Regions from separate parts of the Callithrix jacchus genome. Here region 2 is linked to region 1. A link is a contact called in public Hi-C data. All regions are on one chromosome and are shown on one strand. Each heading gives the region's core, a stretch centred on a gene start, on an enhancer-like site or on the middle of the called end of the contact. The rest is flanking DNA. Distances are from core to core; before and after follow the strand shown. Region 1 overlaps TMEM131 (transmembrane protein 131). Region 2 holds the start of TMEM131 (transmembrane protein 131).

Region 1 (4,648 bases), core at 688-3,187:
GCACCCAGCCTCATTCCTAATTCTTTAGCACATATTGCCATATGGTTGATCCTTTAACAACATGGTGTGCCAGGGGCATGGGCTCCCTGCCACTGTGTGGTTAAAAACTCACATATAACTTTTGACTCCCCAAAAACTTAACTACTAATAGCCTACTTTTGACCAGAAGCCTTACTGATAATATAAACACTCAGTTAATACATATCTTTTATGTTATAGTTATTATATTTACTGTATTTTTACAAGAAAGAAAGCTAAAGAAAAAATGTTAAGAAAACCATATGGAAATTCCCATTCATTAAGTGGAACTGGGTCATCATAAAGGTCTTCACCTCATCTTCACGTTGAGTAGGCTGAGGAGGAGATGTTGGTCTTACTGTCACAGGTGGCAGAAAATCTGTGTAGACCCTCACAGTTCAAACCCATATTGTTCAAGGGTCAACTGTATAAGGACATTCTGCGTAACTACAGTACCGTTATTGACATTGTAAGAAAATTAATAGTAATTACCAAGTGCTTTTAGTCTCCCTCTGTTTTGGTCAAGGCTGTAGTTGTTCATTTGTAAGTGACAGAAATCTGAAACTAATTGAGGCAAAAATGAGAATATATTGAAAGGAATGCTGAGGACCATAATATTTGCAGAAAAATCAGGGATGCAGCTGGCACCTGGGAACAACAGCATTCACTTGCTCTACCACCAGCAGGAGTCTTCTATCTCTTATTTCTGCCTCCCTGTGTATTGGCTTATTCTCTCTCACTGCCAGTATCCTTTTCCTCAGCGATGGGAAGAAATTCGCTGACTGCTCTTCAGCCTTGCATTCTGTGTCTTCCATTCACTGGGAAGCTCTGGGTTAGAAACTGTCTTCTCTCTGCTTCCATGGTGGTGTTAATCCTGCTGAGATGAGATGGAGCCCCACCCAGAATTTGGTTCAGAAATCAAGACTGTTGATGTCACACATGCACACACACCAGCAGGGTAAAAAGGTTTATTGTACTCACTGATTGAAGCTTCTAGGGGATGACCATGGTAGGGAGATGGGAGAAAGGGCTGGAGAGAGCAGAGAAGGAAGACTAGCTTTGTTTTACGGTGTTTAGGGAGCAAGGCTGGAGTGGGTTTGCATGATTGGTACTTCTCACTAGCTCCAAGAGAGAATGTGCGGGCTTTCTTATTGGCTTGCCCAGATGTGGAGCAGAAGGTAAAGGCGCATCACTGGGGCTTGAAAACTGTCAGCAGTCAAAGATAAGAAATGGAGTTAGTGTCTGTATAACTCACGGCATCTTCTAAAGAGTATCAGGCCTTTCAGTAAGGGTGCATCTAGAATTTGCCTTGCTTCTTTCTTGACCCCAGTGCTGACTCCTCTCATTACCCTGATCATCCTACTCCCCTCTAGCATTTGTTTCACAACAAGCTAATAAAATTCGCTTTGTTTTCAGCCTCTTTGTTTAAATTTATTCTTTAATCCTACCTTTTATTCTCTCTGCCCTCCATCCCTTTCTCTTCTCCTCTTTTTTTTCCCCCTTTCTCTTCTCCTCTTTTTTTTCCCCCTTTCTCTCCCCCTCTTTTTTCCCCCCCTTTCTCCTCCTCTCTTCTTGTAACAATCCCATGGAGCAATCTAGACACCACTGGCTCCCCTTCCATTCCCCCCGTACCACCACCCCCACCCCACCGCCTGGCCAGTTTTTAGGCCAGTGCTGTTAAATGGTTTTCTGTTTCCATAGCAGCTCTTGTGATTGCCTGATGGATTCTTCCTGCCCGCTATACAGACAAAACCAGTTCACTTAAGACCATGGTATTGCAATAAAGAGTTTTATTAACACAAGGGCAGCTACAAAGGAGATGGATTTATTACTTAAATCAGTCTCCCTGAAGGCTTAGAGATTAGGGTTTTTCAAGGATAGTTTTGTGGGCAGGGGGTGAGGGAATGAGGAATATTGATTGGTTGGGGATGGAATCGTAGGGGTTTGGAAAATGGTCCTCCTGCTCTGAGTCAGCCTCTGGGTTGGGGCCAGAGGACCAGTTGAGTCAGCCAGTTGTCAGAAATGCAAAAGTCTGAAAGGATCTCTCAAAAGACCAATCTTAGGTTCTACAGTAATAATACTACCTACAGGAGTGATTGGGAAACTTAGAAATCTCATGATCTTCCAAACAATGGCCGGTTATCCTAGGCCCCTCTCATAACCCTAACCTTATGACCTTTCATTAGTTTTCAAAAGCAGTTTAGTTTTGGGAAAGGTTATTATCATTTTGCTTTAAGGTTAGACTGTAAACTGAATTCCTCCCAAAGTAGCTTTGCCTGTGCCTAGAAATGACAAAGGACAGCTTGGAGATCAGAAGCAAGATGGAGTCAACTATGTCAGATTTCCCTTACTGTCATAATTTTGCAAAGGCAGTTTTACTTCTTTTTTCAAACATTTATTGCAGGCTGTGAAAGATGCTTTGGATGGAAACTTGGTTTACTGAGTTCCTTGGCTTATGTAATTATTACATTCAGAAAATCTTGGTTTCAAATCTAAAGTTTAAAGTCGTACTTCGTGACTCTAAAAACTGGACACTGAATAGACAAACTGTTGCTAAAAGTGAATATCTTTATTGTCAAGATAAATTCAGTTTATGAAAAGCATTTTTCTCTAATAACTTTTTGGTATTCTAAGAAAATCAAATAGGCCGCCAAAAGGGATGTTTGGTGCCTCCTAGCTTTTCAATTCCTACCTGCCCAATCTTTCCATAAAAGATTTTACATCAACTCCTCAGCTCAACCTTCAGCCTAGTTTGCGGTAATAGAGTGATACAAAGTACTGCATATTGATTTGGCCCAACTTCCTGCCCAAAGCTGTGCTTAACAGTGTTGTGTCACTGTCATTCATAAGGTCTGTCTCAGGGCAGTTGCTAAGCCGTTTCTTCAGCTGTTTCCTGGTGCTGCAGTGTCATCTTTCTGTGGTGTAGGGAACTTGCCATTAACCACAAAATTGCAGTTTACTTTCCAAGCTAGTCTCTAATTCTTAGCTGCTGCTTTCTAATTCTTTTGAGCCTCAGACTATTCAAAAATATGGACAGTTCGTAGTTCTGCTGCAAGAGCACAGAGAACAGCTGTATGTTTGCTTCAGCTTGGTTTATAAATACTTCATGCTGTCCCTTTGGCCCTGCTTCTGTCTTTGGACAGCCAGTAATGGACACAAACAGGAGTAACACTGGCAGGCATTTGGAAATCTTTATTTTTAAATTTTACCTGTTTAGCCAAGTACTCATACATCCTGCTTATGATAGGCAGAATTCTAAGATAGGCCGCAATTCCAGAAATTTCTGGCCTCTAATTTACCTATACCTACTACATTCTCCTAGTTATTCAATCAAACACTGATCTAGGTATTCTTATAAAGGGTTCTGAAACTGTAACTAAGGCCCCAAATCAGTTGATCTTTAAGTTAGATTTTTTTGGGTGGGCCTGGCCTAATCCATGAGCCTTTAAAATTTGGCTTTAACAATCAGAAACAGAAATGTCATATATTTGAGGTAAGGGAGATACTGGATGCAAGAGAGTTTCTTTGTGCTGTTTTTGAAAATGGTAGGGTCATATGGCAAGAGACTAAGAGCAACCTGAATTTATCGACAATCAAAATGAATTTAAAAGAACTTAAGAACTTAGAGCTTCAGCTGAGGACACATCTTGCCAACACCTTCAATTCCTTCTTCTGAGACCTCGAGCAAATAAACCAGCCATTCTTACAGAATTGTAAGATAATAAATGGGCATTGTTTTAAGCCTCAAAGTTTGTGGTAATTTGTTACATAGCACAGAATATTAACGCATTTTGAATTTACAACTAATCATATACTTTCCATGATGTCGATTCTGCTCATGTCACCAAAGGAACAGAGGATGGCGAGGGGCAAGGCAAGCTGTTCCTATGAGGTCTGTGAGCAAGTCTGTCCAAGGAGTGCTCGCTCGCTCTGCTTCCTGTGGTGTGGACTGCCCAGAGCTAGAGGCAGCCTGCTCTATTTGAGCGTGCAACAACTAAAATAGCCTGCTGACTCCCTTCCTTACAACTTCTCTCTGTTCTTGTTACTCCAAACTACTTTGAACAACATAAGTAGATTCTTCTCTTGAGCAAGGGTGCATTCATTTCTATGGTGTGTGGGCCATGGCTTTCCTGTTTGATCCCTGGAAGACAGGACAGGGCCAGCCTCAGAAGCATCGAAGATGAAGCATTCGGATCCACTCCATGCTTCCAGGCTCCTCGCACTTCCACTCTTGTCTCCTTTCCCCACAGCACTCTCCTGCAGTAGGCCATCTCCAATCCTGTCATCTTGAAGGATACACTAAATTACCTGTCCATTTTGTATCCTGCCTTCTTTATCTTAGCTGAGATTGAAGGTATTAAAGTCACACAAGGAAAAACATTGAGAAGGAATTCACAGGGAAGTGCATGAATGGTTACCAGTTACCCTGAAGTCTATTTGAATTGTAAAAGCATTTTTTTTTTAAAGAAATCACACAGTCGTTGAACCTTCAGGATGTAAGGAGGATATTTTTATTTCTTTTTTTTTTTTTTTTTTTTAATTTTTTATTGGATTATAGGTTTTGGGGTACATGAGCAGAGCATGCAAGACAGTTGCGTAGGTACACACATGGCAGTGTGCTTTGCTTTTC
Region 2 (4,648 bases), core at 937-3,436, 140 kb before region 1:
ACCGGCTGATTTTTGCTTTTTTTTTTTTTTTTTTTTGAGACGTTGTTTCGCTCTTGTTACCCAGGCTGGAGTGCAATGGCGCGATCTCGGCTCACCGCAATCTCCGCCTCCTGGGCTCAGGCAATTCTCCTGCCTCAGCCTCCTGAGTAGCTGGGATTACAGGCACGCGCCACCGTGCCCAGCTAATTTTTTGTATTTTTAGTAGAGACCGGGTTTCACCATGTTGACCAGGATGGTCTCGATCTCTTGACCTCGTGATCCACCTGCCTCGGCCTCCCAAAGTGCTGAGATTACAGGCGTGAACCACTGCGCCCCGCCTTTAAATAGGTTTGGGTTGGTTTTTTTGTTTTGTTTTTGAGATTGAGTCTCGCTCCGGGGCCACAGGCACATGCCCAGCTAATTTTTGTATTTTTAGTAGAGACGCGGTTTCACCATGTTGGCCTGGATGGTCTAGATCTCCGGACCTAGTGATCCGGATAATAGTTATTCCTAGTTCATCAAAACAAAATTTGACTACTCAATTTTAAGACTAATACTAAAAAAAGTAAAATTGCTTATTTACTTTTGGGGATGGAGTTTTGCTCTCGTGCAGGGTATAGTGCTGTGCTGCGATCTTGGTTCACTGCAACTTCAGCCTCTCGGGTTTAAGCAATTTCAGGCAGGGGCAGACTGCGCTTTCGAATACCCAGTAACCAGATATTCGATCCGCCCGCCTTGGCCTCCCAAAGTGCTGGGATTAAAAGCGTGAGCCACAGCACCCAACCTAAAAGTGCGTTTTAAAATCATCAGGGTAAGGTCATATAAATACATATTAATTTATGAATAAATTTAAGTGCTTGCTTGACACTGGGGGCTACATCATAGAGTAGATTCCGGAGTCCCTTTTTTTAAGTCTTTCTGAAACCTTATTTTCCTATCTAGCTTGTTCTGAGACGTACTATGGGCAGGCTTGGCCTTACAAACATACCGACTCACTCAACAAATACAACTGAGGAAAGCAAAATGTCTCTGGGCTAGGAGCTGGGAGGAAGTTATTAAGATGAGTAAAGAAGGACCCCCTGAAGATATTAAGTCTTGGAGAGAATAGCCACGCACACCAAGAACCTCAACTTAAGACGAAAAGCGTATCTAAGAGGCATGAAATGGCTCGTGAAGAAAACAGACGTCTTAAGAATTCTTCCAGACCCAGTGGAGTGGCTCACGCCTGTGATCCCAGCACTTAGGAAGGCCGAGGCAGGCAGATTGCTGGAGCCCAGGAGTTCGAGACCGGCCTGGCCAACACAGTGAGACACTGTCTCTTAAAATAAAAATTAGCCTGGTGTGGTGGTGGGCGGCAAAACCAGACCCTGTCTCGAAGGAGAGAAAAAAGCAAGGAAAGGAAGGAGGAAAGGAAAGGAAAAAGAATTCTTCCTCGAGAGAGGAAGCCAGTTACTGGATATTCGAAAGCGCAGTCTGCCCCTGCCTTCTCCGTCCAGGGTCACTGACGCTTTCTGCATACACAACGTGTTGCGCGGCAAAGTGGACATAAGCCAAGGCAAGAGGACTCCATCAAGCATCTCCTGGGTACCACGATTTGGAAAACCCAATGATGAGTTCGGTGGGCCACCATCCTCAAGGAAGCACCATCAGGAACTGAGTCGGGCCCGGGGTATTCTTGACGTCAAAGAGGCCGAGGCGGGGATGCCACCAGGAGGAGTCACTGGAACAGAACTTCCGCGCTCGTCTTGCGGTCCGGATGCGCACTCAAACCCCTGGAAGGCTCTCGCCCTGTAGGGCAGAGCAGGCAGGCTTGTGACCACGCCAGAGAAGCGGACAACCCTCCTGTCGCCCTGGAACCCCACCCCTGCCCCGCCCACGCACCGCGGCGGCTGCGCGGCGAGGCCGCCCCGTCCCCACGTGATCGCCGTCACCGCCTCCGCGAAGCGGAAGCCGCCATCATAAGTCCTGGCGGCTGGACCGAGTCCTGCCTCCCTCCTCCTCCCGCGCCGGGCAGAGGTAACGGGCTGGGGTTGTGCTGTCCTGGTTCTGTCTGGCCATGAAGTCGCAAGCCTCCGAGAGTGGAACGAGGAGGCAGGGCCCAAGCGCTCGCGGACGGACAGACTGACCGGCGGACCGCCCAAGTGTCGGCAGGGCGGAGGCGGTGCCCAGAGCCGCGCCCCGCCCCTCGCAAGCCAGCTCTCAGCCCGTGGCCCTTGCCCGTTTCCAGTATGGCCGCCCGCCGCGCCTGACCCGCGGACTCTCCGCTCCCACTCCTCATAGGCGATGCCCAGGCCGAGGCTGTGACTGACACTCCAGCTCACACGCACGCACGGACCTAGGCCTACGAGCGGAGCCCGAGCCCTGGGCTCGGAACCGTTGTCGTTCCCTGCGCCGCGGCCAGAGCCCGGACCACGGCTTCCGTGCCGCCGCTGTCGCCTTGCCGAGAAGGGCCGCGCCGGATCTCGAGCGCGGCGGCCTCCGGCCGGCAGGGATGGGGAAGCGGGCGGGAGGAGGAACAGCCGGAGCCGCCGCAGCCGCCACCTCCACGTCCGCCGGTACCGGGCTGGAACCCACTGCCGGCCGTAGCGGGGGCCCGCGAAGCGCGGCCGCCGGCCTCCTGGGAGCGCTGCACCTGGTGATGACCCTTGTAGTGGCCGCGGCGCGGGCCGAGAAGGAAGGTGGGTGTCCGCTGGCGGCGTCCCTGCGGCGGGGCTGTCACCACGCTCTCGCGGAGGCCGGGCGGGCTGGGCCGGGAGGAAGGGCCGCGGCCGGGGCTCCGGCGCGAAGTTGGGCGGTCGGGTACCGTCCCAAGCCAGGACCTCGCGTCACCCGCCGCACGGGGTGGCCCTCGCTCTCCGTGATTCCTTCCCCTGTCTCCTGTCACTGCCATTTCAAAACTTCCTGAGTTCTCTTACGTTCTTGCCACTTGACCGGCTACGTTGGAGGGGCATATTTTTAGCTTTATTTCGGCTAATTGGTACATTTTAGGGCACTACTGTTTTCTTGATTGAGGTTTTAAAAACGTGCAGACAGAGCTTAATTTAAAATGTTGTGGTAAAAATAGTGAGACACAGGTTACAAAATTTCACTTTAAATTTGTTCAGACACTTCTTTGAGAGGGACCGTGGTCCTGTAGCTTCCTCCTTTGGTAACTCTTTGCGGTATTGGTGACTTTATTTTTATACCTAAATACAGTTCCATTTAACTCTGTAGTAAGCTGTCGAAAGCCTGTTTACATTTCTTTAAAATATGTAATTCGGTGCGTTTATCTTTGATGTGAAAGTCTTTAAAAATTAATGTGAATTTGCCAGCTTGCAAGCCTTTATCTATAATTTACAGTTAAAGGTTAGCTCCTATTTTGAAAAACTCTCATTAGTATTGTGCAAAATGGGTACTTGGACAGGGTCAGAAATTATTTTGTAATCCTGAAGACCAAATCAGTGTAATTCATCTCCACTACCTGCTTTTGAGCCAAGGGACATGTGAATGGTTACAGAGCCTTCATGAAGGATTCACTAAATGAATAGTTAAAAAAAAAAAAAAAAAAAAAACTAAGCAAAACTTGTTTAGCTACCATTTCGCATGAAACTGTACAAGAAAACAGTTTCTTGCCACGGTAACTTTAGAGTTAACATTCTACTTTACGACTAAAGTCACTTGGTTTTCATTGCTATTGAGGTAAAAGCAAATACAAAGCAAATTATTATTAAAGTGCAAATGTGCTTCAGTTTACTGTTTTTTTTTGTTTTGTTTTGTTTTTTTTGTCCACAGCACTACATTCTCTTATTTAACTCTGTAAGCAATTTTAGTCTGGGTTAACATTGGTGGAAATTACTCAAAGAATTTCCATCTATAAAAAGGATTAATTGATGGAAGCAAGATTATTTCCAGAATAAAACATTGCTGCTTTAAGACTAGTCAGGCCTGGGGTTGTCATAATACATAATTGGCTACAGATCTGCAGTTAGTTGGGTGTTCTTTCTTATGCGTGATCATGGTACCTAGCATTTTGGCAGGTAGTGGGTGTTCATTGAACCCAAAATAATGCAGTAATTTAATGGACATTTTTTTGTGGGGGGCTTCAAGTAGACCTTGGTGAGTGTGGTGTCCTTGTTTTTCTGTTCCTTTGCTTACCTTGCAGTGTCAGACACACGGCTCTTAGCCTTTGTTTGAGTGAGTGACTGTTTTCATGCGCCCTTAGCACAGGGAAATGAAATAATGGTTGAATCTAGTAAAGCATTAAGTTTGTATTTTGTTCTACTGCTGCTTATTTTTCTAACAGCCATTTTATATGCTAATAAAACTTTACTCTGGGTGAAGTTAAGTAAACAAAACTTTTGTTTGAGAACTGTCAGCCTAAAATACATTTGCTTATTTCTCATTTGCATAGTTTATACATGTTAGTGCACCTCTCTAATATTTATAAATGTGCATAAAGATTGGACGAAGAGAATACTTGCCAGGGTGTTAAGTGTGTATTAAAGGAGGTGGTTGAATCAGCCAGTGGTCCTGGGTGAATCATATATCCTTTGTAGCCCATGTTTGTCTGTATGAACAATTTGCGTGTGCAGAGTTATCCAAGATATTGATGGGGATGATACTAATATAGAACATAGGCCTCTACCCATCATAAACAGATCTGGTTCTAATTAAATATTCTGTGAAGGTA

Evidence for each region. Hi-C and Micro-C count contacts between places; a contact is called where the count stands out from the background.
Region 2: a contact with region 1 is called in a Hi-C map of skeletal muscle, with 2.8 times the contacts expected there. The contact joins the promoter of TMEM131 here to the enhancer-like site in region 1. A contact is called at or near these places in 2 of 3 Hi-C or Micro-C datasets (both in skeletal muscle).

The regions. Positions count from the first base shown.
Region 1 is chr14:7,179,365-7,184,012 of calJac240_pri, reverse strand. All of the region lies in intron 4 of TMEM131 (transmembrane protein 131), which reads left to right. Among named protein-coding and RNA genes, the nearest start is that of TMEM131, 140 kb to the left of the region's middle. Within about 2 kb of position 1,937, at least 1 of the 16 cell types and tissues checked has an H3K27ac peak or open chromatin away from gene starts, as enhancers often do. A contact at or near this core is called in skeletal muscle, where this site is marked.
Region 2 is chr14:7,319,666-7,324,313 of calJac240_pri, reverse strand. It overlaps TMEM131 (transmembrane protein 131), which reads left to right and starts at 2,186. Exons shown (of 40, transcript XR_013526314.1): 1 at 2,186-2,657.